2 separate regions of the Triticum aestivum genome follow, and region 2 is linked to region 1. The links are chromatin contacts, called in public Hi-C maps. All regions are on one chromosome and are shown on one strand. Each heading gives the region's core, a stretch centred on a gene start, on an enhancer-like site or on the middle of the called end of the contact. The rest is flanking DNA. Distances are from core to core; before and after follow the strand shown.

The links. A called contact is a pair of places that touch in the nucleus more often than the background predicts.
Region 2: a Hi-C map of leaf shows a contact between it and region 1, with 2.3 times the contacts expected there. The contact joins the promoter of LOC123120537 here to the enhancer-like site in region 1. A contact is called at or near these places in 2 of 5 Hi-C or Micro-C datasets (both in leaf).

What each region holds. Positions count from the first base shown.
Region 1 is chr5D:252,690,669-252,694,247 of IWGSC CS RefSeq v2.1, reverse strand. No RefSeq gene overlaps it. Among protein-coding and RNA genes, the nearest start is that of LOC123120537, 35 kb to the left of the region's middle. Within about 2 kb of position 2,022, at least 1 of the 8 cell types and tissues checked has an H3K27ac peak or open chromatin away from gene starts, as enhancers often do. A contact at or near this core is called in leaf, where this site is marked.
Region 2 is chr5D:252,725,499-252,729,077 of IWGSC CS RefSeq v2.1, reverse strand. LOC123120537 (protein OCTOPUS) reads right to left here and starts at 1,721. Exons shown (of 1, transcript XM_044540546.1): 1 at 1-1,721. The coding sequence starts at 1,606.

The DNA of each region.
Region 1 (3,579 bases), core at 773-3,272:
ACTTCATTGAAATTTGTAAAAAACACAGAAAACATGCAAACTACGCCAAACTACGCCTAGGCCTGCTGCGCCCCGGCCACCGCACTCCATCTACATGCCGAGAAGCCTGTAGAAATGGGTGTAGTCGCCGCCGCCGTCGTCACCGCGCGCCCCGCCGGAGCCGCCGCCGTCCCTTCTGCACCCTTGGCCAGGGTCGCCGACGTCTGGTGGGGCGTTGGACGGCCCGGCCTCGTCCTCCTCGTCGCCGTCGAGGACGATCACGCCACCCTCCTCGCGCCCGCGGCGTCGGGCCTAGAGCTCCGCGTATGCCCGGCGCTGGCGGCGCACCTGCTCGCGGACGTAGTCCTCCTTCGCCCTTTTTGGGCGGCCTCATCGTCGGGGTCCACCATGTCGACGTGCTCCGGCTTCACGGGGAGCAGGCCTGGCTCGGGCTTCGGCCGGACCAAGCGGAGGGAACGTGGGGAGGGGCGGCCACCCTCGTTGATGACGAGGGCGCCGCTACGGGTGCGGCGCCAGAGCGGCGTCTCCTCCGGCTCCGGCTTGACAGGGCGGAGCGCCGGCGAGCCGGAGGAGAGCGAGCCAGATCCCAAGGACGAGGACGTCCCCGGCTCTATTCGCCGCGGCGTCCAGGAGCTGCCACGGCGGCGATAGAAGGACGGTCGTGGCGGGTACTCGAGGCGCGGCACGTTGCCGGTCTCGATGTGGTCGAGGACGACCTTGAGGGTGCGGCCTGGCACACCCCACCACTCAAGCCGCCCTTCGGCGTTGAGGCGGCCGCGGGGGATGATGCCGTTGGCGGAGGGGATCTTCTCTTGGTGGCGGCGCTCGAAGTACATCGTCCACAATGTTTCGCTGTCGGCGGCGTACCTCGGCTCGTTCCGCTGCTCCTCCGCCAGGGACGAGCGGATGCAGGCGATCTCGGCCCGCCGTGCCGCCCCTTCGGGCACCGGTGCTCAGCCTCCACGCCCCCGGCACACGCATGTCCGGCGGCGCCGGATACTCGGCCTCGTAGAGGAGGCGCGCCTCCAACTCTTGGAGATGGCGGCGACCGAAGCCGTTCGCCGCCGCGCCGTCGCCGGGGAATCTCTCAGCCATTTGCTCGTCGGCGGGAAGGGGAGAGTGTGCTGCTTTGTGTGGCGATGCGAGGTGAAGTGTGGCATTCACCGGCAGGGGATCAAATTTTATAGCCGCGGCCGGGTGGCGAGAGCCTGCATGCCGGGCGACACGTGGCGAGAGCGGGCGAGACGCGCGTTGGTGGCGCTTTCACTGCGCCGCCCATGGGACATCAATGGAGGCTAACTGGCGCGGCAGCGCGGCAGTCTTGGCTAGCCTTCGCATTGATTCCCGCGGGAACAGAAGCGATGAGGACGACGAAGCGGCGTCTCGCTGACGCGGCGGGCCCATCCCGGCTGACCGACGCGGCGGCCTTGGCCAGCCTTCGCATTGATTCCCGCGGGAACAGAGGCGATGAGGACGACGAAACGGCGTCTCGCTGACGCGGCGGGCCCATCCCGGTTCACGCCAAAAACGCGTTCCCCGGCACCCCCAGGCGCCCCCAGCGCGCCGGGTTCGGCGTGGGTCCGCCAGCGCCAGTTTTGGCCCAAACCCGTAAAAACGGGTTCCTGAAGGCGCAACTGGGCCAATTTTCGGCCGCCGACGATAAAAAAAGCCTGTGGGACCTGTTGGGGGCCCGGCTGGAGATGCTCTTAAGGCCATCATCATCTCAAACATAAGGACCACCCAAGTTACTTCTCCCACGTCGTACTCTCCGTCCATATATGCCCCATATTTATTTTCTTCATTCAAGAATATGGAGAATAATTTTGCCAAAAAAGAAGAGTATGGAGGATAAGGATACCTAATTTAATTCCACAACATTCTGTGTGGCGGACTCTGGTCAGATAATGGTGTTGAGTTCTTATAAATCTCAAGAGACTTGTTCGTGCACTCACATCAGAAGGATACAGTAAAAACGATCATGTGGGCCCGCAAAGATTTAGTCTTAGCTACACAGGAATTTCGATTATTTGTCTACGAAAGAGAGAGATAGACAGATGGAGAGAGAGGGGGGAAGAGACAAGAGAGATGCTTATCTGTGGAAAGGGCCTTTGACAGCTGACCAAAAAGCAGCCGCCTCTTTTCTGCCAAATGTTTCTCTTTTTCGTGTGAAGCTGCCACCGGTTAAACAAATCCTTCTTTTTCCTTCTGTCTCTCAGTGGTTGTGTCACTGCTACGCCGCTCCTTTCTTTCGTGTCTGCATGGCCCTCCAATTATTTTGTTTCTCTATTCCTAAAAGTTGAATAACATCTACGTATATTTTTCTAGTCTAGTCACAACAGATCTATAATCAAATACAAATACAAAGACATGCGCAAAAATCCAGGTAATTGCTCTTATGGCTTTCTTTCCGGCATCATGTTATGAAACTGCTCATCCGTTCCTTAATGTCCAAATGCAGGATAAAAAAAATATTGGCTTCATACGTCTGCCTCCCTGGTTGTCCGCACGCGACTCCGAAGGCGCCGCCGCAGCACGCCAAAGATCTCGCCACCGTAGTCCATCCCCTTGGCACCGTAGGCGAAGGCCGTCCTACGGCAGACGATGGTGGCAGGGCATCCTTTTCGTCTTCCCTTGCATCTCCTTTCCCACCTCCAGCCCCAGCCTTAAATCACACCCCTCCGGGATGCCACACGTGGTGGCCGTCATGGCCGCTGCCCCCTCACCTTCCCGATCCACAGCGCCACCGGAGCCTCGGGTGCGGCGCCATCACCGCCGAGGGCAGCGGGCCTTGGTGTGGTTCATGGGAACCTTCAGCCACACAACACATCGACACCATTGGGTATGTCAAAATTGTGCGCGTCACGGCCGTGAGCCGGACAATCGGTGTATTGCAACATTGTTCTTGTCAAGTGGGGGCAGCAGCACTAGGTGACTTCATTTTTGGTGCTGTTCTTTTGGGCACCGAGTCTCGATTTCCGGGGTAAAAGCCCCAGGTTTGACCTTCATTGATTGTACCAGACAATGGCGGGTCTCTATCTGTTTCCCGCCGAAGGCATTATTTGGAGGTCGCTCAGAATTTCTGCAGGGTGAAAACCCATAATCCGACCTTGGTGGTTGATGGAGCGACGACGACGCTTGTGCACTGTTCCCTTCCTGGAGGCATGGCTCTTGGAGACCTATTTTCACGGTACCGGGTTGTTTCGCTAATTGCTTCGGTGGGGTTCATTTTTCTTTTTCGTCGTTTTTCTTTCCGTTTGGCATCGCTTCGGTCTTGTATGACTTTGCTATTTGTCGGCGTATTAATTTGTGGGTGCATTGATGTTGACAGGGTGCGTACTCTTTGTATTTTGTATCTCCTTGATGCTTCTTGACATGGCAATAAAAAACACCCCCTGCCAAAAAAGGGATAAATAAATTTTATCTCATTTAACTTTGAGAACAAAAAGGAGAAACGGCAACCCTCATTGTGCAAGGATCAAGATCGCATTATTCCAAAGAAAAAAGACATTGTGGAATAGCATATCATTGACCTAAGTCGTGCAAGTTGTAATTTTCCTATTTCGGTGGAGTGTGGATATG
Region 2 (3,579 bases), core at 472-2,971, 35 kb before region 1:
GGAGCATGCTCCTCGCGAACGACTGCGACCGCAGGTGCCGGCCGCCGTTGGCCGGCAGCCCGGTGGCGCCGCGCCGGCCGCTGGCGCTCCGCAGCGGGGTCAGGTAGAACCGCAGCATGCCGTTGTCGGCGTGGTGCCCCGGCGAGTACCGAGCGCTGCGGTTCCGCTCCAGCACGCATTGGTCTTCCTGTCGCCGCTTGACGCTGCCGTGGCCGTCGTCGAAGCAGCGCCGCGAGCTGCCCAGGCCGGCGCTGTTGCTGCTGAACGAGCTGCGCGCGCTGGCGTTGCTGTTGCACCTCTGCATCCCGGCGTTGCTGTACCCGCGGACGCGCAGCTCCGGCCACGGCTCCGAGAACGCGCGGTCCGCGGCGTCGGACGGGCTGCCCCGGCGGTGTATGAAGCCCCAGAAGCTCCACGCCTTGCCTAGACGCCGTGGCTTCTTGGCAGGGCCCGGGAACGCGGCGTCTAGGGTCACCGGGAAGTCTTCGACGAGAGAGTTTGAGCTGAACCGTTGGTCGAGCAGGTCTTCGGCATGGTGGAAGTGGTAGAACTCTGAGTTGCCGGTCAGCGGGGACACCGTGGCATTGGTGATGGCGGCCGCTGCAAGGGCTGGCTTTGGGTCGGGCACTTCGAACGACCTTGTCAGCACGGAGCCTGACCGCTCCAGGCTCCGGCGCCTCCGGCTCGGCGTGTCCATGTAGTAGTCTCGCGTCTGCGCCGAGCCTCCGGGGGTATTGGCGTCGCCGTCGGGCTCGGGCTGCGAGTCATCTTCCACAGGAATTTGGCCGTCGGAGCGTTCCACCACGCTGGCAGGTGAGTCCTCGAGCGCGGAGAGGATGGGCGGGAGCCGTGACAGCGGCGGAGGCGCTCGGCCAAGGCCAATGCCGGCGCCGGCGCCGAAGAGGTAGCCGTCCCAGGACGCGCGGGGCCCGCCCCAGGATAGACCTACATCGTCGACAGACATGCGGCCAGCATCAAGGGAGAATCTTGGGTCCGTGTCGCACGAACGACGGCCTCCCGCGAACTCCGAGCCTGCCTCCCCATGAAGGCGGCTCCGCTGAAGGAAGGAGGGCTTGGATGGCTTCTCCGACGGCGGCATTGCTGCGGCCACTGCCTTGCTGCCGGCCGCCTCCTCCTTCTTGAGCTTCTGCTTGCGCCTCCACTTGTGCCACTTCTTGCTGAAGACCGAAGCAGCGAGCCGGAAGCTCCCGGCGATCTCCTTCAGGTCCATGGGCGGCGGCTTCTTGGGCTGCGAAGATTCGAGATCTATGTGATCCTTCATGGCCTTGACCTCCCCGGACCCATAAGCTTCGGTTTTCATCTCTCCTGAGGTGTCGACAACCAAGACGAGCTCCACCACCGGAGTTATCTCGTCAGAGCTCTCGGCCATAACGATCTCGTCCTCCAAGAAGATCTCTGGGACGCACGGTCGAGCCGACGGCAGCTGGTGGAATTCGGTGGGGAGCGCCGCGGCCGCGGCGGAGGACGAGACGGGGAACGCGTCGAAGGCTGTGCCGTCGCGGACGCGCTCGCGGTCGTCCTGATGGAAGAGCGCCCAGAGCGTGCTGCGCCCGCGCACGTCGCACGACCAGCGCTGCCGCTTCATTCATCGCGCCGCGCGCCATGCTGGCCACGCGCACGGGCCGCCGTTCGTGCCGATCCTGGTTAGTTGGTTCAGACGCTGAGTGCGGGTTGATTAAAGAAAACAACAGGGGGGTTTCTGCAAAAGTGCATGCGCTGACCGGTCAAATCATCCCATGAGGTGTAAGTTGGGGTATAGTCAGTGGCGGAGCAGGGGGGACGAGCAGGGGCCTGGCCCCCCCTAACCATCGAGCGAACATGCAGCCGCTAATATAGAATTAGCGTAACGATCTCATGTCACACGTAGTAGGCCCCCCCTATCTCCACAACGTGAACTTTGGAAAAAGGGAAAAAAAAGGCCCATATGGAGCCCACTAGTGGCCAGATTGGGCTGTTAGCTCTAATCTCACCGCCTGGCCGCTGTGTTCTCCGGTAGAAGATCTCGTACGTGGGATTAGTGCGCATGCCGCTCCCCTTTGCCACCCAATCGCCTCTGCTCTCCTTACCTTGATCTGATTCATACGGCGGCGGTGCGTCCAGCTCCACTTGTCAATTCTTCCGGCTCGAATCAACGAACTAGCCGAGGTTTAACACATCACACTATCTATCAATCTTTTCTAACCCTAAATTCTCATCTTTGTTTCAGTGTTGAACTTATACATCTGTTTTCTGTTGTGTTTGGTTATGTGATTTGTGACACTGTGATTTTATGAAGAGTTCATATCTTGTGGTAGCTGTATAAATTATCGTGTTCGTGATCCGAGTCCTTATACGAGTTCCTATTTGTGATGCAAATTTTGCCTACGTTGAACTTAATTCCTCTGTCCCACAATATAAGACGCTTTTGCAGGCTATGTAAGTTTGCAAAAATGTCTTACATTATGGGACGGAATGAGTACAATATAGCTAATTCGAGATTGCAGTTCAACCATTGAAGAGAAACTTAATCTTAGAGGTAAATTTAAACTAATACTATAGCCGAAGCGAACTTTGTTCTATACGAATATTTTCTACATTGGATTTTTTTTATCTATACTGGGCTTGGCCCCCCTATATCAAAATCCTGGCTCCGCCCCTGGGTATAGTGAAGTCAAGTTTTGCAAGTTTGGGACTGAATCATCACATTCTGTGCAAGTTAAGGTACCTGTGTGCTATTACCTCAAACAAGATGACTGACTCGAGGAGAAGAAAGAAAGAAAGGAGGCAGGCAAATGTGAAACCGGAGACCTGCGAATTCGCTAGTGCACGCCACCTTTTGGCCACATCTTTCGGACGGGCAGGCAAAAAGTGGCGAGAACCTTTACCATGACATGACGCGACGCTGGTACTGGTGCCGGTGCCAGCGCCAGTGGATGCATCGCACCAAAAGGTTTTGTCATCCTGCACGTACGTGTTCCCCTTATATTGAGGGGGAATTCCACTTCCGTTCCGATCCACCGACGACAGCAACATCCTCCATTCGCCCAGCGCACCCGTAGCACTCCATTTCCTCTTGCGTCGCCTTTTCCCTGCTCCGTTCTACTCCTACACGTGCATCACGCACACACACAACACACACAACATATATACTCTGGGAATATCCTTCATTTCCTCTTCCACTGCTGCTAACTTTCGCTATGCATAATTGTTCACCGTCAAGTGGTCGCTCTTTCCACTCAAAAGCCACCTTATTTTCCTCCATTATTACAGTATATATAAGCTGGCTTTTCCCCTTCTCGGTCGAATCTTGCCCCAACGGGAGCGGTGGCGGTGGTGGCCGAATAAAGCGCTCGCGCGGCTATCGCATCACTACGTGCCGACCGGCGACCGGAGACTTTGCAATAGTAGTGGTGTTATATGCATGAGAGTAAGAGATAAATGATGCGTTGATTAATGGAGATGCATACTGAGAGCATCTTCAGCCGTTGGCCCCCCGGGGCGCCTAAAAACGCCGCCTGAGGAGAGCCGGCGCAAAAAATCGGCCTGGGGACGAGTTGGTCCCCAGCCGCCCGCCCCAGG